Linked DNA regions of Sus scrofa: all the other regions are linked to region 2. Evidence: chromatin contacts called from public Hi-C and HiChIP or PLAC-seq data. All regions are on one chromosome and are shown on one strand. The core of a region is the stretch at or near the end of the contact, and the rest is flanking DNA. Distances in the headings are between cores, read along the strand shown. Region 1 overlaps CFAP74 (cilia- and flagella-associated protein 74). Region 2 overlaps PRKCZ (protein kinase C zeta). Region 3 holds the start of LOC100624218 (MORN repeat-containing protein 1).

Region 1 (3,621 bases), core at 272-2,771, 140 kb before region 2:
CGCGGCCGGGCCCCAAGGGAGCGGCCGGGGCAGGGGAGTAAGGTCAGTGAGAGCGGGTTTAGCTGGGGAGCAGGCGGGCAAGGGGAGGACGTGGCGAGGCTGGGGGACGGCGGGGCTGGCACCCACCGGATCCGCAGCAGCTGGTTCCTCTCTGCCTTCCCCGCGGCCTCTGTCTCCTGGCGCAGCTGCTTGGCCGTCCGCTCCCGGAGGCACCTCCCAGTGGCCGCGGCCTCCTCTCGCACTGACTTCCAAACGTCCTGCAGCTGTCTCTCCTGGGTCTCGAGGTGCCACATGGTGCTCCTTGCAAACAGGAGGCGCTTCTGCTTCAGTCGGCAAAGGGCTTGGCGGCTGGGGCACACCCTCCCCACCGCGTTCACCCCGGGATCCAGTACCTGCACCCCCCCCCGGCTCTGTCCCTACTGTCCTGCTGGGCCCGGGCTGCCTCCCGGTGACATGGAAGCCCTGGCCCTGGGACGCGGTGACCGCCCTGACGGCCGCCACACGCTTCATGCTCTGCTTCCATCAGCCTCTCGTTTCCGCCGGGACAGCGGCTCCCAAGGCGGTTTTCTTCTGTTTGGCTGATGACCGAGCCCCCAGCACAGGTGCCTTGCCAGCAGCCCTCCAGTGGGAACAGTACCAGGCGCCCCTTGGGGACAGTGGGCGCCAGCAGCGCGGCCTGCCCTGCTCAGCCCACACTTGGGGGTCCCCGCCGACGTCGCTGCGGACTGGGGTGCCCTTGAGCAGCAAGTCCCCGCTGGGATCTGTTTCAAGGGCAGGCTTCCGGTGGGCATGGCCGAGGGAGGGCTGGCAGGGGCAGCTCTGCGGACACCAGCAGGCCTGGAGGGGTGGCTTCTCTGCTGTTGGGGATGCCCTGTTCCTAAGGGAGCAGGGGCAGAAGGCCCTTTTCTGCCCGGCAGGGGCCCTCTGAGCTGGGAGCTGAAGCTGATGGCTGGACCCAGAGAAAAGAGAGGCCACCGCGCCCAATGGGGCGGGGGGGACGATTCGGAAGGGAGGTCAGGCGGAGACCCTGCCCTGCCCAGCAGTGAAGCAAATGGACTGGGGAGCCCACAGGGGTGGAGGGGAAAGTGTCGGCCAGGGGCCAGAAAGCTTGTGTGAGTGGAGAAGCTGGGCCCACAGGGTAACAGGCTCCGCTCTGCGCAGGGCTGCTGGCGGAGGAGATGCACGGGGACCACGTGACGTGCATTCTCTTGCATGTAAATGCACGTTAAACAGGAAATGGGAAGTTCCCCTTATGGCTCAGTGGGTTAAGAATCCGACTAATATCTGTGATGACGCGGGTTTGATCCTTGGCCTGGCTCAGTGGGTTAAGGATCCGGTGTTGCCGTGAGCTGTGGTGTAGGTCGCAGACGGGGCTCAGATCCCGCATTGCTGTGGCTGTGGTGTAGGCCGGCAGCTGCAGCTCTGATTTGACCCCTAGCCTAGGAACCTCCATATGCTGCATATGCGGCCCTAAAAAGAAAACAAAAAAACCAAAACCAAAACCAAAACAGAGAGCGAGAGAGAGCGCCAAGCGAGCAAAAAAGGAAATGGGCAGTCTGGCAGCAGCCACGCCTGCAGGAGGAGGGGTGGGCGGGTGGGCTCGTGGGGCCAGGGCCACGAGGGGAGGGGTCCGGGCTGTGGGCAGCCTGGCAGCGTCAGCAGACTGGTACGTGGAGGGACGGAGAAATGAGTGAAAACATCGAGGATGAGGAGAGGCAGGTTTCTGACGGTCCGAGAGGTGAGGTCCTAACCAGACAAGTGAGAGGTTTTGCCGGAAGGAGAAGGTGTGAACTGCTGGCTTCAGGACAGACGGGTGCACCCCCGGTCCCAGCTCTGTCTGGGTGATGCCTGGAGCAGCAAGGCCCTAGTAGCCACGGGTGCACAGAGCATCCGGCCCATGTTCCTAACCAGCATTCCTCCCCCAAAGAAACCAAGGCTCCAGACAGCCGGCTGGGTCCAGGACCGGGGTGGACAAGAAACGGGCTCAGACCACGTTGCTGTGCCCATGGGCTCAATGACAGGGACGTGGCAAAAGCACGCAGGACCCAGCCTGAAGGAGGTCCCACTGGCCAAACTGGGGGTGACAGGAGCATCAGAAAAACAGCGATGGAGTCGGTTACAACCCACTGAGCGAGACGGAAGTCGGAGCGTCCACGCAGTACCTAAACAATCGCGCAGAAGACAGCGCTGTCCTGCGGGACGTTTTAGGAGCGACGGATTCGAAGAGCGCCCTTGGGCCGCCGTTGCCACGGCGGATTCGGGCGGGAGCATCAGTCATTCGGGGCCAGGGTGTGAGAGGGATGCGGGTGCGTGAGAGACACCCGCGGTCCCCACCGCAGTTGGGTCAGCAAAGCCCCCGCCCCTGGAAAGGGGACTGGCAGCCACCGAGTGCCTCGCTGGGGGGCACCATGTGGGGGTGTCCAGGCCATGGTCCCGAGGAAGCAGCGCACAAACAACACGGGAGGGGCCTTTCCTGGCCCCAGAGACAGGGTCACGAGAGCCACGGAGGGCTGAGGGCGTCCTAACCCGAGGCTGGACAACTCCACGGGGAGTGAGGTGGCTCCAGGGTGACGGGGACATGGGGACGTGGGGACACGAGGGTTCCTTGCGCTGTTTTTGCAACTCTTCCATGAACTAGAAATTGTTTAAAAATTCAGACTTTTTTTTTTTTTTTTTTGTCTTTTGTCTTTTTGTTGTTGTTGTTGCTATTTCTTGGGCCGCTCCCGCGGCATATGGAGGTTCCCAGGCTAGGGGTTGAATCGGAGCTGTAGCCACCGGCCTACGCCAGAGCCACAGCAACGCGGGATTCGAGTCGCGTCTGCAACCTATACCACAGCTCACGGCAACGCCGGATCGTTAACCCACTGAGCAAGGGGCAGGGACCGAACCAGCAACCTCATGGTTCCTAGTCGGATTCGTTAACCACTGCGCCACGACGGGAACTCCTTTTTTTTTTTTTTTTTTTGTCCAGACTTTTTTTAAAGTCAGTGGTGGATGCAATGATCTGCCAGAGGCAGGGCGGCCGCCCGGGCAGGAGCTGGTCGGCGGTGGACAGAGCTGCCGGCACAAGCACGGTGTCAAGCACTGGACAGCGTGCAGCCACCTCTGCCCGGGGAGGGCGGCCTAGAAAAGGTACAGAGCACTTCGAAATCCTGCTGGTCCCTCGACAGGGACCGAGGAGCAGGAAGAAAGGCCAAGGACGCTGACGCCTAAGAACCCGAACACGGAGGAAGAGAAAAACACTTACAAAAGGGCAAGCTCAGCTACCGTTGTTTCTCTTTTCCCTGGCTGCGCCCTGGGCACGCGGAAGCTCCCAGGCCGGGACCAGAGCAGTGACAACGCCAAGTCCTTCACTGGCTGCACCACCAGGGGGCTCCCGGGCCCGGGATCAGGTCTGTGGCCTATGCTGCAGCTGCCGCAACTCCGGATCCTTCAACCCACTGTGCTCCACCGTGCCAGGCTGCTGAGCCCGGTGTGCTGCAGCGGAAACTCCCCACCTTTGCAGAGGTAACCCTGCATCTGCAAACCCGTCCCTGCTCGGCCGCCCAGACCTACTCGTTCTCCCGCAGCACAGCCGAGATCTTCGGCAGCAGGTCCCTCTCCCTCTCCAGCTCCAGGCAC
Region 2 (3,656 bases), core at 213-2,712:
CATCGAGCTGCTCCGAGCCCTGAGAGCTGAGGGGTCTGGGGGTCCGGGGAGCTGGCTCTGGTGTTTTGTCTTGCTCCCAGCCTCACAGTGGCTGCTGTTGGTGGGAACAGATCTGACAGGACGGCCGCACAAGGCATGGACCATGTCTGTCACTTATGGCTCTATCTGAGTTCTTGGGAGCACAGCACATGCCAGGTGGGGTCGGGAGAGAGGGTGTGGTGCTTCCTTGTGGGCGGCATGGCACTGAGCGGCTCTGCCCCAGCAGCCACCCCGCCCTCTGCAAGGCAGCACCGCATCTCAGCCTCCTGAGTGGCTGCTGGGCAGCCAGAGTCTAGATCCTGAGAAGCCCCGTCTCCTGCGGACAGAGCGTTTTGGGGGTTTGCATTCCTTTGGGAAGAGAAACGTGTGGGCAGAAATGACTGCTGATGGCTTGGCCGGGAGGAAGGGTCCCTCCTGAAGCACCAGGGTGGGCAGAGGGACATCCCTGCCTCATCCCGGCTCCTTTCTGAGGGTTCCAAGATTAAGAAAGGAAAACACTCCCACCTCCTATGGTTTAAGTGGAGAGGCTGCTGGGGGCACAGGCCCTGATGACCAGGGCTTCCTGCCACGGCCCCATCCAGGGACCGTGGGGCCTGCTGCCGGCACCTTTCAGCACAAGGAGGCTTTTTCTGACTTGAGAAAAATTTCTCTTTGACTTTAAGAAAAAACAATTGGCATCAAACATGAGGCCTATGTGGAGTTCCTGCAGTGGCTCAGGGGGTTAAGAAGCAGACAGTGTCCGTCTGTGGGATGTGGGTTCTGGCTTCCTCAGCAGGTGAAGGATCTGGCGTTGCTACAGGTCGCGATGCGGCTTGGATCTGGTGGTGCGGTGCCTGTGGTGCTGGCCTCAGGGGCAGCTCTGATTCAACTTCTGGGCCAGGAACTTCATTATGCCTCAGAGTCGCTGTCAAAAGCCATGAGAAAAAGGGTATTGTGCCCAAAATAGAGCTGGGCGCCGCTGGTCTGACTGGCCGCTGTCCTTCCAGCTGGGGAAGAAGCAGGCCCTCCCGCCCTTCCAGCCGCAGATCACCGACGACTACGGCCTGGACAACTTCGACACGCAGTTCACCAGCGAGCCGGTGCAGCTGACCCCGGATGACGAGTAAGACCCGCCCGGGGGGTGGTCCGGAGCCGCGGGGACCGACCCTGAGCCGCAGAGGGCACGGCGTCGGCGGGGCTCCTGCGGGATCTGGGGGGGGGGGATCCTGAGCTGTGGGGGTGGAGTCTCTCGCGGGGTTGGGGGGGAGGAGTTGGGGATGGGGTCCTGAGCTGCGGGGCGGGGCGGGGGCGGAGCCTCCCATGAAGGCGGGGGTGGGGATGAGCTGCGGGGGCGGGGGCGGAGCCTCCCATGGGGTCTGGGGCGGGGCTGCGGATCCTGAGCTGCCGGGAGGCGGAGTCTCGTGTGGGGGCCGGAGGTGGGCCCCTCCCCCCGGGGCGCAGGGTCCCAGCGCGCCTGCGCTCTCCGCGCCTGCAGGGACGTCATCAAGAGGATCGACCAGTCAGAGTTCGAAGGGTTTGAGTACATCAACCCGCTGCTGCTGTCCACTGAGGAGTCCGTGTGAGGCGGCCCTGGGCCCCGGGGCACCGCCGCCGGCGCCCCTGACTCTGCCCGTGACCACAGCGCATGCATGCCAGGCTGGGCCCGAGCCGGTCGCCCTCTCGTCCGGCTGCGCGGCCGCCGCGCGCTGGAGGAATTTGCTTCTCGTGCCTGCGCCGCGGAGACCCCGCGGTGACCGTGTCCAGGGAGAAACTGTCCCCCGATTTCGAAGGTGCACACTTTCCGCAGAACCAGAACGGACCTGCTCCGCCGGGAGAGGTAGCCTGTAATGTCCTGAGGAATAAAGTGTCCCGATGCTGACGAGGCTTCCCTTTGATGCCTTTTTTCCGCGGGTGGCACCGGCCCAGCGGTGTGGGCTGGGGACGGGAGCGAAGTGCCTGCAGGGACGCGCTGCCGCGAAGAGTTTTTACACATCCAGAACATTTTCTAAATGCCGGTAAGTTCCTGTTGTTAACACTGAACACATGTTTTCCCGCCGATCCTGGCAGGAGCCGCTGTGGTCTAACGCCCAGCTCACCCACGTGGGCACTGCTGGTCCCCACCAGAGCCTTAGACTCAGGAGGAAACTTGGAGTCTGGAGGCTCTAAAACACTGCTCGCCAAAGCCCCGGAGACCAAAAGAGAAAAAAAGAAAATTGGAAACTAAATCTGCACAAAATATATTTCTGAAAACACTAAGCAGTGCCTACCTGATGTCTTGTGTTATGTATCAGATTTTTGGAAAATATTTTTATGAGGAACAATGCTCAGAATTAGAAATTTTAGAAAGATGTATGTATGAAGGGCCCTAGCCTTACAGTTAAACAGTCAGAATACGCCCACGGGCTGCACCCTCCTGGCCCAGCTCACCTCTCACTCTGATCACCTGCAAAGAGCACCCAGTCACCCTCTTTCTTAGGGGAAAAGCCCAACCCAAGATTTTCTAGAAAGAGCTAAATCATGTGGGTTTTTTAAGTCCCTGGGCCATCGCATGTGGTGCGGGGATGGACAGAGTGTGAGCAGGGCTCCCCCCACCTGCCGGTCCATCTCCCTGCACCACGTGGCCCCCGTGCGGCTGGCGGCTCCGGGCAGATCATGGTGAGAAAAGTGACAAGAGAGAAACTGCTGCCCGGCTGTGACCCTCTGCTGCCTGGGCTCTCCCTCGGTCTCCTTGGGGTCAGGGCCCCTAGACCCTGGGCCCCTGGCCACCCAAGGTCACTGGACCCTCCGGCCCTGAGTGGGGTCCCAGCTGCAGAGCAGCATCTGTGGAGCGTGGAGATGTGTGGCAACCATCCCCCAGTGGGGACCCAGAGGACCTGCCTGCAGAGACTGACACATGGACCAGGGAGCAGAGCCAGAGCCGCCGTGGGCCTCGCAGGTGTGCAGCCTGGTGAGGCCATCCGGTCACAGACCCGCCATGAGGGCTACACGGTCACTTAAGACCAGTGAGCGTGGGACCTGCTGACATCGCCTGCAGTGGGCAGAGATCCTGCTGCGCCCAGGAAGGGGCCACAAATGGCCTCGGGAGCTCCCCTTTCTCCCAGCGGGGGGCTCTGAGTTTGTTCTGATCGAAGGCATTTCTTTCAGTGTCAAGGTGTCACCAAGTAGCTTCCCGGTTCCCACTGTGGTTGCTCGTGTGCAAAACGCATGCGTAACCTGTGCTCCCGAGGAGGAGACTGTGCTGTCCCTTGTTTTTATAAGTTAAAGATGAAGGAGGTGTCGGGGTGGGGCCTGGACACAAATCCTCGTGTTTTCGAGCGGCTCCGTCTCCACAAAGGTGTCCTTTCTGCAGTTCCTGCAAAGTGGTGACAGCAGCACCGCAAGGCAGGGACACTCCCCGCGGTTTTATAGTCTTGTACCGTGACCAGCAGCGAGGTGGAAATTCCCACCAAGGCCACGGCCACTCATGTCACGCATGGCCCTGAAGACCTCGGCAACAGACTCACTGTTATTTCCATGAAAAGTTGTGTCTCCAGGAAGCAAAGGGTTTTGAAGCTGTTTTTTTTTTTTTTTTTGTCTTTTTAGCTATTTCTTGGGCCGCTCCTGCGGCATATGGAGGTTCCCAGGCGAGGGGTCGAATC
Region 3 (3,776 bases), core at 1,096-3,595, 140 kb after region 2:
AAGGACAGAGAAAGAGTCCACGGCTGGGGGTGCAGGATGCGTTAGAAGGGAGGAAGCACCGGGTTCAGGCCAGGCTCTGTCCGGAGTCCCGGCCTGGAGGCAGGGATTTGGAGACTTCAGCACAAAAGTGAGAGACATTTGTGTGGCCAAAACACTACAGTGAACGTCAAAAGCTTAAAGATATCGACAATACTGGCAGCTGCGAGTTCCCGTTGTGGCTAAGTGGAAATGAACCTGACTAGGATCCAAGAGAATGCAGGTTTGATCCCTGGCCTCGCTCATCCTTGGGTTAAGGATCTGGCATTGTTGTGAGCTGTGGTGTAGGTCACAGAGGCGGCTCAGATCCCGCGTTGCTGTGGCTGTGGTGTAGGCCGGTGGCGGTGGCTCCGATTCGACCCCTAGCTTGGGAACCTCCATATGCCTCAGGTGTGGCCCTAAAAAGCCAGAAAAAGAGAAAATACTGGCAGCCGACAGATACAATAATAGGTCATAACACTGAAAGATCAGTCCTTCAGCAGAAAGTCGGAAGGACAGAGAGTGTGAGCAGACTGAACCCCAACCAGATGTCAATTGGGGGCCTAACCCGGAAAGACCAGGCCGACCTCTGCGGTGGACTCCAGGGACTTGCATGTGGTACCTGCTCTTCTCTGCTGTCTGTGTTTTCTCTCGAAAAAGGCAGTGTCTTTATCATCAGAAATGACAAGAAAGCCAGTTTTATTACCACCAGGGTGGCCGGCTGGGTCTTCAGCCCCACAGGCGAGGCCCTTCCTTGGCACTGGTGAGCTGAGAGCCCATCGTGGCTGGCACCTGGCGTGGCCCCAGCTCCTCGGGGCTGTGGCGCGGCCGAGGGGAGAGGCCTCCGGCCATCCTTACCGTGTTTCTTGCCTCCTTTCCATTCTCCTTCGTATCGAAAGAAGGAATTCGGGTAAACGTAGACTCCGTAACCTGAATATTGAAAGGAAGACACACAGGTGAGCACGTGGCACAGGTGACCCGGCTGATGATCAGCAAACAGTGAGGTGGGGATGGGCTGGGGGCTTCTCCAGGTGTCCGTGGCATCACCTCCGGCGAACTCTCCCCACAGGCTCAGTTTGGGTCAGGACTGGAACTGCAGCAAAGACCTGAGCAACTACTAGGTGTGCAGAGGTGGGGGAGGGGGCTGGGGCGAGCGAGTGCAGGGTCCTCGGGAGGCCTGGCGGAGAGCTTTCCTGGAGAGGGGACGTTTCAGCTGAGCCAAAGTAGCTGGGTGAAGGTGGGGGTGGGTAGGGGTGGAAAGAGCCCCCCATCTCTCTGCGGGGACCTCACTGCACCACATTCTCCAGACAAAAATCTACACCTGCACCTGGGAAGGGCCTGCCCCACTTCATTTCTTGCCACTCAGCTGCTGGGCACATCATCCCCCACGCCCAACTCCAGTAGTTCCTGGAGGGGGAAGGGCCCTCTCCCCACCATCCCTCCTGTTTCAAAACCAGATTTGGCGGGGGCGGCTCTAGGGAAGCTTGGGGTTGCCAGACTCGGTGTCTTTTGGCATCTGCTGTAAGCGAGGGTTGAGTTCTACCTGAAGTTAGTGGTATGGACTGGGATCGCTCTGTTCCCACTTCTTTGATGCTATGAACAACTCCTATCAAATGTCCTTCTGGGAGGTCCCATCCTGGCGGAGTGGAAATGAATCCACTAGGAACCACGAGGTTGTGGGTTCGATCCCTGGTCTCGCTCAGTGGGTTAAGGATCCGGCGTTGCTGTGGCTGTGGTGTAGGCCGGCAGCTGTAGCTCATATTAGACCCCCTAGCCTGGGAACCTCCATATACTACGGGTGCGGCCCTTCTCAACTGCGCGTTGGGGACGTCAGGAGGTGCGGTCCTGCGCCGGCCCGGACACCTAGGGCCGACTAGGGTTGCTCCTGGCTAGGTCTCCAGGACCCGGCCGGTTCTGCTACTCTGGGCCCGGGCCCCCGCCCACCCAGCGGGCACTGGGACCGTCTTCCCGGGCGTGAGGGCTGGGCGCGGGGAAGGAGCAGGTCGGGGGGCTCGGGGCCTCAGGTTCTGGCCCCGGCTCAGGACTCGGACTTCCCAAAGTGAACGTGAGGGGCCAGGGGCGCTCAGCGAGCTCCCAGACCTGCCCGCCTCCCTCCCACCACGACCGAGGCCTGGTAGGATGCGTCAGCGGTTACCGTCCTGCGGTGGCCGCCCTGGCGGGTCGCGGTCTGTCAGGCGGGAGTTCGTGCTCCCCTCCCTGGCAGAAGCCATCTTGCCGCTAGAGGTTTCCCTTAGCAACCTCACAGCCCTCCTCCATTGGCTCGTTGGTCGCGGGGGGCGTGGCCTGGTTTCAGTTTCTGGGCGTTACCAATCTCTGGAGCGGAACTCTCTGGGCCGGGAGCCAGAGGACGCGACTGCGGTTGCGCGGGACGGCGAATTTCCGCAGGTTACGTCCCTTCCGCCGACGCGACCGCCCCGCCAACGGCCTGGGCCCCCCGCACCGGAAGCGGAAATGGTTGGAGGCTCTCGGCCCCGCCCCGGCAGCCATCTTGGAGGGCCGGGAGGCGGCGCCGCACAGGACGGAGCGGAAGTGCTCGGCTGCTCGTTCTAGGACCGAGAGAAGCGCCGGCGCGGCCGCCACCCGCGTCCTCCTTCCCGCGGCCCTCGGGAGACCGCGCTCGGCCGCAGCGGACCGCGAGGTGCCGGCGGGCGGGACGGGCAGGGCGCGGGCCGGGGTGCTGGCGGCCGAGCGCAGGGCAGGGGCGGGCCCGGGGTCCCCGCGGTGACCAGACCCCCGCCCCCGCTGGCGTGTCCCGAGAGGGTTCCGCCGGCCGCCCCGGGCCGTGGGGCCTCGGTGTCCTGGCCGATCCAGGCTGGCCTGCAGGGTTTGGGTGGAAGCGTCGCGGTGGAGTTGGGTCGCTCGAGGTCCTGGCGATTCTGAATCGAGGATCCCAAGCGCTCGGGCTGACCCGGCCGACGGCGCCCCGCGTGCCTGCCCAGAGCTGCCCTCCGGAAACCTGCCCTGGGCACCTGGGGCTGGGAGTGTCCCAGGGCGCCTCCTCTCGGCCGGGTTGGTCTCCCACTTCGCAAGATGTGTAAGGTGGACGCCAGTAGGTGTGTGAGGGCTCCCAGGTCCTGGTGAGTGTAGGTGCCGTGTGATCAGGGCCAGGTGGAGACTGGAAAGTGGTTACGCGCAGGGGAGGGAGGAGCCGGCCGCGGGGCCTCGCCGAGTAGTACAGGGAACGACATCAGAGGTTGAAAGTGTGGGAAATTACTCTGCTGGGAACCCAGGAGGAATGAGGGAAGGGGCGCTGCAGTGAACTGCAAGCTTGTGGGAGCCAAGCGGTGGCTGACCTGGGCGCCAGGCAGGCCTGCTCCTCTGCCCTACGTGCTGTCTGAGCAGGGAGAACCACTCCACAAACAGGTGCAATGATGGCTCTGGACCTATAGGCCCAGGAGGGTTTGGCTACAACTTCAGATGTGATCCTCATGGCCTCTGTTGGGGTGGATTTTGGGTTTGTTTTAACCTGTGACATAGGGAGGTTCCCAGGCTAGGGGTCGAAGTGGAGCTGCAGCTGCCAGCCTTTGCCCCAGCCACAGCAACACCGGATCCTTAACTCACTGAGCGAGGCCAGGGATCAAACCTGCAGCCTCAAGGATCCTAGGCGGGTTTGTTTCTGCTGAGCCACAGCGGGAACTCCTGGGATGATTTGTTGATCTTGCTTTTTCCTCTGTTCCTCGTGGCCGAGCCTGAAGCCTTTAGGTCCGGCAGCACTTCCCCACCCCACTGGCTAAGTGGCC

The links. A called contact is a pair of places that touch in the nucleus more often than the background predicts. HiChIP or PLAC-seq counts read pairs in DNA pulled down with a chosen protein or histone mark.
Region 1: an H3K27ac HiChIP or PLAC-seq map of alveolar macrophages shows a contact between it and region 2, with 2.4 times the contacts expected there. The contact joins two enhancer-like sites. A contact is called at or near these places in 1 of 5 promoter capture datasets (liver), 2 of 47 Hi-C or Micro-C datasets (embryonic fibroblasts and retroperitoneal adipose tissue) and 1 of 2 datasets of contacts at active chromatin or transcription factors (alveolar macrophages).
Region 3: a Hi-C map of subcutaneous adipose tissue shows a contact between it and region 2, with 5 times the contacts expected there. The contact joins the promoter of LOC100624218 here to the enhancer-like site in region 2. A contact is called at or near these places in 5 of 5 promoter capture datasets (fetal liver, fetal skeletal muscle, liver and 1 more), 32 of 47 Hi-C or Micro-C datasets (adipose tissue, alveolar macrophages, blood and 15 more) and 2 of 2 datasets of contacts at active chromatin or transcription factors (alveolar macrophages and skeletal muscle).

Annotation. Positions count from the first base shown.
Region 1 is chr6:64,019,485-64,023,105 of Sscrofa11.1, forward strand. It overlaps CFAP74 (cilia- and flagella-associated protein 74), which reads right to left. Exons shown (of 40, transcript XR_002344845.1): 7 at 3,556-3,621; 8 at 127-300. Among named protein-coding and RNA genes, the nearest start is that of CFAP74, 18 kb to the right of the region's middle. Within about 2 kb of position 1,522, at least 5 of the 83 cell types and tissues checked have an H3K27ac peak or open chromatin away from gene starts, as enhancers often do. A contact at or near this core is called in alveolar macrophages and retroperitoneal adipose tissue, where this site is marked.
Region 2 is chr6:64,156,914-64,160,569 of Sscrofa11.1, forward strand. PRKCZ (protein kinase C zeta) reads left to right here. Exons shown (of 18, transcript NM_001204374.1): 17 at 1,026-1,141; 18 at 1,514-2,274. The coding sequence ends at 1,601. Among named protein-coding and RNA genes, the nearest start is that of FAAP20, 11 kb to the right of the region's middle. Within about 2 kb of position 1,463, at least 51 of the 83 cell types and tissues checked have an H3K27ac peak or open chromatin away from gene starts, as enhancers often do. A contact at or near this core is called in adipose tissue, alveolar macrophages, fetal liver and 6 more, where this site is marked.
Region 3 is chr6:64,298,635-64,302,410 of Sscrofa11.1, forward strand. LOC100624218 (MORN repeat-containing protein 1) reads right to left here and starts at 2,346. Exons shown (of 12, transcript XM_013988730.2): 1 at 2,171-2,346; 2 at 874-945. The coding sequence starts at 2,246. It overlaps RER1 (protein RER1), which reads left to right and starts at 2,505. Exons shown (of 7, transcript XM_005655986.3): 1 at 2,505-2,674.